2 separate regions of the Mus musculus genome follow, and region 1 is linked to region 2. The links are chromatin contacts, called in public HiChIP or PLAC-seq maps. All regions are on one chromosome and are shown on one strand. The core of a region is the stretch at or near the end of the contact, and the rest is flanking DNA. Distances in the headings are between cores, read along the strand shown.

Region 1 (3,280 bases), core at 580-3,079, 54 kb after region 2:
TGTCACTGGAGGTTTCACAAGCCCATGCCAGGCCAAGTCTCTCTGTTGACCTGCCTGGGATCAGGATATAAACTCTCTGCACCATGCCTGCCATGCCTGCTGCCACGTTTCCTGCCAGACTGATCATGGACTAACCCTAGAAACTGTAAGCATACTTCCTTTTTTAAGAGTTGCCTTTTTTTTTTCTTTTTTTTGGGGGTTTTTTGAGACAGGGTTTCTCTGTATAGAGTTGCCTTAGCCATGGGGTATCTTTGGGGCAAATAAGTTCAAGGCCAGCCTAGAATACATGAAACTCTATTTAAAAGAGGAAGAGGAGGAGGTGAAAGGGGGCAGGGAGAAGGAGAAACAACAGCAGCTACTAACCTGAGCTAATAAATAGCAAGGCTGTCCCAAAAAAGCCAAAAACAGATGCCAGGCCTGCACACACCTAGAGTCCCAGTACTTGGGAGGGGATCACAGGAGAATACGGAGAACAAGGCCAACCTCTGTGCTCCATAGCAAGTTCAAGGCCAGTCTAGGTCACATGTGATACTACCTCTAAAAGAACAAAACAAAATATATTTCTGAAAACAGAAAAGAAAAAAATCAGGAAGATTAGGGGAAGAAAACCAGGTGATAATGATTGTATTATGTATGTCAAAGACAAGACTTCTATCTACATATTAAAATCTTTACAAATCCATAGGAAATGGTAAGTTCTCAAATGTCAAAATAGCCATAGGCATAAACGAGCACAATACATTAAATAATTTAAGAAATACAAATGCAGCAGCAGACAGTCCTCTCCCCTAATTGAGAAAGACTGCTAAAGGTCCTTCCAAGTCATGCTGAACAATGGGGTCAATGTCTGGTGTGCTTTTCTGATACCCTTGGCATACCCAAACACTCTGCCCCTTTGTGCCTCCAGCCTGGCAGAGAAAGGGAAGACAGGAACTGGTATCTAAATTGGCACTGCCTCATCTCAAACAGAGAGGCTGCCATAAATTCTGACTTTTGCTATTTGACATTTGGTCTTAGCCAAAAGGCTGAAAAATTATGGCAAATGCTATTCTGAAAAAAATTAGTCCAACAGTAAATAATCAAGCATTCTCAAGAGAAACTGTTATAACTTCCTAGCCAGTGGGGAAAATGGTAAAAAACAAACTCAGAACAAAGATACCTGGTCTGAAACTGTGCTTTAGCTGGGAGGGGTACTGCACACCTTTGATTCCAGCATTCCTCAAGCAGAAGCAGGCAAACTCTATGGGTTCAAAGGCAGGTTAATCTTCATATATAGCTCCAGACCAGCCAGGGCTACACAGAGACCCTTTTGGTTGTTGTTGTTTCAAGACAGGGTTTCTCTGTGTAGCCTGTCTGTCCTGGAACTCACTCTGTAGACCAGGCTTGCCTCGAACTCTGAAATCCTCTTGCCTCTGCCTACCAAGTGCTGGGATTAAAGGCATGCACCACCACTGCCCAGCCAGAGACCTTACTGCAAAACAAACAAACAGGAAACTGTAACTTAAGTAGTGCGACTGTCCACCCACAGAAATACCAGTATGCTGAAACTCGCCTAGCTGAAGTGTAACAAGAAAGCCTAAGACACCTTCCATTTGGTCAGAGCAGGCTGCTACCCCAGGCTCATCTACGACAGCCTGTTTGTTTCTTTTCTTCCTAAATGCACATCCTTCCCAATCCTCATACAGAACAACAAAATAAAAGACCTAGAATTTGTGTTTCAGAGTTTTCAGTTTGTGTTTGGGGACTAAAAGGTTCATCAAGGACTTGCCCAAGATCACAGAAGTTAAGTACTTGATTGTCTTGCCTGAGGCATGTTCCTGCCTACTACTCAGCACTGTATCTCATAGTGAAGACAATTCAAGGCCATAGTCACAGCAGGGATCCAAGCAGCATAGACTGTACCTTGCCTTTCCTGCATCATCAGTTTCTCTCCCTCCCTGATCATTTCTATTGTCATGTGGCTAAAAGGATAAAACTTACTAATTGAAAAACACAAAAACAAGAAACTCCTCCTAGTTGAGATGGTGGCCCACACACTTTCCAAATTCTACAGAGGCAAGGGGGTTCAAACCAATTTAAGAAATAACAATAATATAAATAAATAAAGCATCAAGCCAGAAAAATCTATTGACCTCAACTTCCCCCTTCACTATTGGCTCTTATCTGCTTGTATATAGCAAAAGTTCTCACCTATCTATTCTTCGTTGAGACTTGTGGTATAAGCCTGCAATCCTAGTTATTCAAGGAAGCTAAGGCAGGAGGTTTGGAAGTTCAAGGCCTGCCTGGACAACTTAGTAAGATCTTGTGGGGAGCGAGGACAGGGATTTGGGGTAGAAAAGAAAAAGAAAGAAAATTTTATTACTTTTTTTAAGTAAGAAGAGTGCTAGAGATGTAGCCCAGTGGTAAATCTCTTGCCCAGCATCAAAGATGCCTTAGGTTCAATCCTCAATAACACACACAGAGACAAGACAGATACAGACACACACACACAGTTGTTCTGAGGGTCTCCTACCCACCTGTTCTTTAAGCCTCTATCACTGCCCTGAAACTGTTCATCAAGACATTAAGGGTAATCTCAGCATATGGAAGGTCAAAGCAAGAAGACTGCTCAAGGCCAGTTTAGGCAAGCTATATAGTAAATTCTATGACAGCAAGACTAGCAAGTGAGACCCTGACTGTGAAAGCAGGAAAGGGGGCTGGAAAGATGGCTTGGTGGTTTAGAGAATTGGCTCCTCTTTCAGAGGACTGATGTTCAATTCCCAGCACTCACATGGTAGATCACAACTGTGTGTGACTAGCTCCAGGGGACTCTTGCACCTCTTCTGGCTAAAGACTCTCTTCTTTGAAATGCTTTGTTACCTGACTTCCTTCACAGCACTGCCCTCTGGATTCCTCCTTGGTAGACATTTTTTCCTGCTGATCTTTCTCTAGCCTTCCCTATAAATGTCGATGTGTAAAACCTGGTTTTCATAGTTTCTCTTACTCTTCAGATGTTGTCATGATTTGTATATGCTTGGCCCAGAAGGCGGCACTATTTGGACATGTGGCCTTGTTGGAGTAAGTGTGTAACTGTGGGTGTGGGCTTAAGACCCTCACCCTAGTTGCCTGGAAGCCAGTCTTCCATTAGCCATCTTTGAATGAAGACATAGAACTCTCAGCTCCTCGTGCACCTTGTCTGCCTAGATGCTGCCCTGCTCCCCCCTTGATGATAATGGACTGGACCTCTGAACCTGTAAGCTACCCCAATTAAATGTCCTTTATAAGACTTGTCTTGGTTATG
Region 2 (3,811 bases), core at 683-3,182:
CGGGTTGGAGACCAGCCTAGTCTACAGAATGAGTGCCAGGACATCCAGGGCTACATAGAGAAACCATCTCGAAAAACAAAAACAAAAAGTAAAAGGTTTTAGAGCTGAAAAGACAATGCTTTATTTAGCCCTACAGAAAACTTAGCTCTATTGATATATGAAGGTTCTGAGTGGAAGATATGCTAAAGTCTGTTTTTGGAGTCAATGAGCACACAGAACTGGCCTTACAAAGAAGCCAACTCTGGTGTCAGGACACTCCCACCGGTCTCCTCATGCACCCTGTAGGTCTGCCTGTAAGCTTCATTATCTTCTCTGTTTGCTCTCTCTGCCCTACTCATCCCACCTCCGGTTGGTTTCATTCTTCTCTTCTCTGATAATGATCATACCAAATCTTCCACTCATTCTTGATATAGGCTAGGCACTGTCTGAACCCTGAAACTCAGCTATTTCACTAATCCTCAAGGAGAATCTAAGAAGGTAGGTACACATCAGGAAATAAGTGGTTGGAGGTCAAGATGCTTGCCCAAGGTCACATAGGTATTACACTGAGCCACCTGGACCAAAACACAGGCCATGGGAACCCAACAGTCTAACCGCCGTTCACTGACAGTTTTTCCCTCCTCTGGTTTCCAAAAAGGCACTTCATCTTTTGGCCCTCGCTTATCTCAAGGCTAGAAGCTCTCAATATCTAGGCCATAGCCTGTCTTGGGAGTGACAAGCACTGCCACACACTTCTGTTTAAGGGAACTTAGCTCCCAACCTGTCTCTTCCTTCCACTTCGCAAACTGTTCAGAAAAAGGGGGCTATGTTTCTGCCCATCCCCAGAGCTTTGGTCAGCCAAGGAAGAAGTAAGGCAAATTTCCCCACACCCAATAGAGAAAGGCGAGGACAGGGGATGGGAAGGCTCACCGAAAAAGTCAGGCTCACTTTTAGCAACTCATAGCATCCAGTCCAGCAGGGCTCCAGTACTCCGGCGCTAGGGGGGCAGAAAGGAACAGTCATCCCAGCCCTAGACACAGGCAGTGAGCAAAGCAGGCCCTGAGTAACCCTGTTCCAGGGAAAGCCCACAGAACGGGGACCCGTCTACAAACGCGCCAACCCCACCCTCAGATCGCGCGGGGGGGGGGGGGGAGTCAGGCCAAGTCCAGCTTCACAACGTCATGCCTATGATCTTCACTGGGCCCGACTACCACACTTGGCGCCAACGCAACCCCTGCTGCTGACCTTGGGCAGCGTGTGCCCTCTCTTGGGCCTCAGTTTCCACTAATGTCAGAGGTGCAGGGTAGAGATGACTTCCTTGGCCCGCAAGCGTCGGAGTAGGGACTAGGCGCAGGCTTCCGGAGGCCGCTCACGTGCGCTCTGCGGAGGGCCGGGCCCTTAAAGGGACCTGCGCCGGCGAACTTGGGTGCTAGCAGCCGGGGGGCCTTGGGGTCGCCGCTTCGTGCTGTCGGCTTCCTGCCGCCCCGGCTCGCTTCACGGCCTCCTGCACCTCTGCAACTTCAGACACGCTAAAGTTTGGAGCGGCGACGCGACGCGCGGCCACAGGCAGCGCTGCTGAAAGGTGAGGGCCCCGCCCGTTCCCCTCTAGTCCCACGGACCCCGGACGTTCCCGCACCCAGCACCGAGGCAGGATCCGCGCCGAGAGGTCAGGACCGCCTCCCCGTCGCTTTCAGGCCCGGGAAGCAGGCTGGGCCAGCAGTGAGTCAGACGCGGGGCAGAGGGCGGCTCAGGCCGCGGGGAGCAGGCGGGAGGGGATGAGGGGGAGCCCCGGCAGACACCCCGTCGGGAACGCCTCGCCTCTGGCCCCGCCCTCACCTCAGCGGCGGCCCCACGGACGCGGACGGGCGCCGGAGGAAGATAGGGGCTCAGTCGTGGAGCCTGTGTGCGCTTGCCCCTCGCGCTCGCTCCGCCCCTTTCGCGGCGGGACGTGACCGTGGCTGTGGGCGCGTGCGCTCCAGATTTGGAGGGCGGAGGCCTGCCCCGCCCCGTCTCCTTGGTAACATGCACGCCTCCCCCGCCGCCTCCCCCCCCCCCAGCTGGGTTGGGCCCACAACACACATTCCTGCTTCCAATGAAGGGGAACTCCTGAAGGTGATCAAGCAACAACCAACCAATACCCCAAGGTATCCTGGCCGACAGGGAGGGAAGGGAAGGCGCAGGGGTGAAGGCGGGCTCCAAGCACCGGGAAAGTCAGCCTGTTTGCCTGCTCCAGAAGCCCAGGAAGCCAAAGCGGGACTGAATAGTGTTTGTGCATTTTAGAGAGGATCCGCACAGCAATGTCGGCCTCTTACTAACTGAACCAGTCTTACTCTCGCCACCTTCCCTCAGAACCTTCTCAAGTCTGGCCGCTTGCTCAGGTCTTAACAGCTGAGGAAGCTATGGATAAACAAAAGATGCTCTGAACAATCTCTGGAGAATGCAAATTTAAGTGTCTTCACTCAGCCACCCATCAGGGATTCTCTGAGCATAGGGACGACCATCCCTCCATCCAACCTTTATTATGGAAACACTGAGTGAACCAAATGAAAGCCTTGGCCTCCGGAAGTTCACTCCAGGGAACACCTCTTTTCAAAGCTTCTACTTCACAGCCCTGGCTGTGGTTGCTGGGAGTTTCTACTAAGTTAATATAACTTAGGTAACTCCCAAGTCAAGGGTAAGCTCCTTCAATACAGGTTCAATCTTGAGCTAGGATCTGATGACCTATGAATCTCAAAGCACTGTACTGAGGGCACCTCCTGAGACGCCCAGATCTATGCTGGAAGTGAGGAAGGCCACTATGCTTGTAAACTTGGCTGTTTATAAATCTTGATGCCAGACAGGCTGGGCCAAGGACTATATTAGTACTTCTGACAAGATTGCTTTATGGAAAGTTGATCACCCAAAGAGCATATAAGATGACTTTGGAAAAAGCCAGCAGCCATGGGGTAACATGTGATCTTGAATGTCATCCACAAGACAAATGTCCCAATGCTGTAGACAGGCTGGTAAGAAAAAGCAGCTAGCTACTCAAAAGTCTTCAAAGTAGAGAGGGCAGGAAAGTCATTATAGCTATTTTACCGTGAACATCAAACATGGTAATGATTGGCTGCTTCGGGCAGGTGGGCTGTACACTAGATAGGGTTCTTGAGACACGAAGGGCACATGGCCCAGGTTCAGAGCACATGTTAATTCTGTCTCTCTGAAACTCATTAGCCTGTGTCAGGAAATGACTGTCAGGAGACACTCTTTCTTCATCCTGCTGTCTTGGCTCACTTCCCTTAGCCTGGGTGGGAACTCTAGAACTCAGTATCAGAGTTGCAGGTATGCCTGAGGAATGTCAGCACTCTATTGTAGGAGAGCCTGCAACTGGGAATCAGCCCACCAGACTTCATCTCCCAGTGCTTCCAACAATGCCGGCTATCAAGTGACCACCAGGGGGCAACAGACTCCTTGGCAAGGCCCTTTGTACACTCCTACCAGGTCTGAGACCGGCTCACCTTACATTCCCAGACCTCTCTCAATAGCACAGACCCCACTTAGTGTAAGCCCAGACTTAACCTTCCTCTTTCCCAGTAATCACCAACTGAGGTGCTTTAGTTCTGTGTAGACTGCCAGAGGGTATGTCCCCGGGGCGGCTCCTCTTAAACTTGCGGGGTTAGAGGGAACTGTCCATTTCCTCCCCTCCTCCCATTCCAAACCCTGTTAGAGCCCCACCCCCAACTCTGCCCGAGAATATCCACTCGGTGTAAAGTGCTCCCACAACTCCCATCCCCACAGTCCGTATGACTGAAACTGGTTTAATCCAGCCATCCAGCCTTGAATGGGCTGCCCC

What was found. HiChIP or PLAC-seq counts read pairs in DNA pulled down with a chosen protein or histone mark.
Region 1: an H3K27ac HiChIP or PLAC-seq map of embryonic stem cells shows a contact between it and region 2, with 13 read pairs. The contact joins the enhancer-like site here to the promoter of Tex264 in region 2. A contact is called at or near these places in 5 of 39 promoter capture datasets (the HPC-7 cell line, embryonic stem cells, epiblast stem cells and 1 more), 3 of 484 Hi-C or Micro-C datasets (embryonic stem cells, liver and nephron progenitors), 7 of 115 datasets of contacts at active chromatin or transcription factors (the SCID.adh cell line, effector CD8 T cells, embryonic stem cells and 2 more) and 3 of 9 other capture datasets (adipose tissue, liver and pancreatic islet).

The regions. Positions count from the first base shown.
Region 1 is chr9:106,738,337-106,741,616 of GRCm38.p6, forward strand. The region is part of intron 2 of Rad54l2 (RAD54 like 2 (S. cerevisiae)); the gene reads right to left. Among named protein-coding and RNA genes, the nearest start is that of Rad54l2, 49 kb to the right of the region's middle. Within about 2 kb of position 1,830, at least 21 of the 459 cell types and tissues checked have an H3K27ac peak or open chromatin away from gene starts, as enhancers often do. A contact at or near this core is called in embryonic stem cells and liver, where this site is marked.
Region 2 is chr9:106,684,020-106,687,830 of GRCm38.p6, forward strand. Tex264 (testis expressed gene 264) reads right to left here and starts at 1,933. Exons shown (of 6, transcript NM_001081654.2): 1 at 1,816-1,933; 2 at 910-976.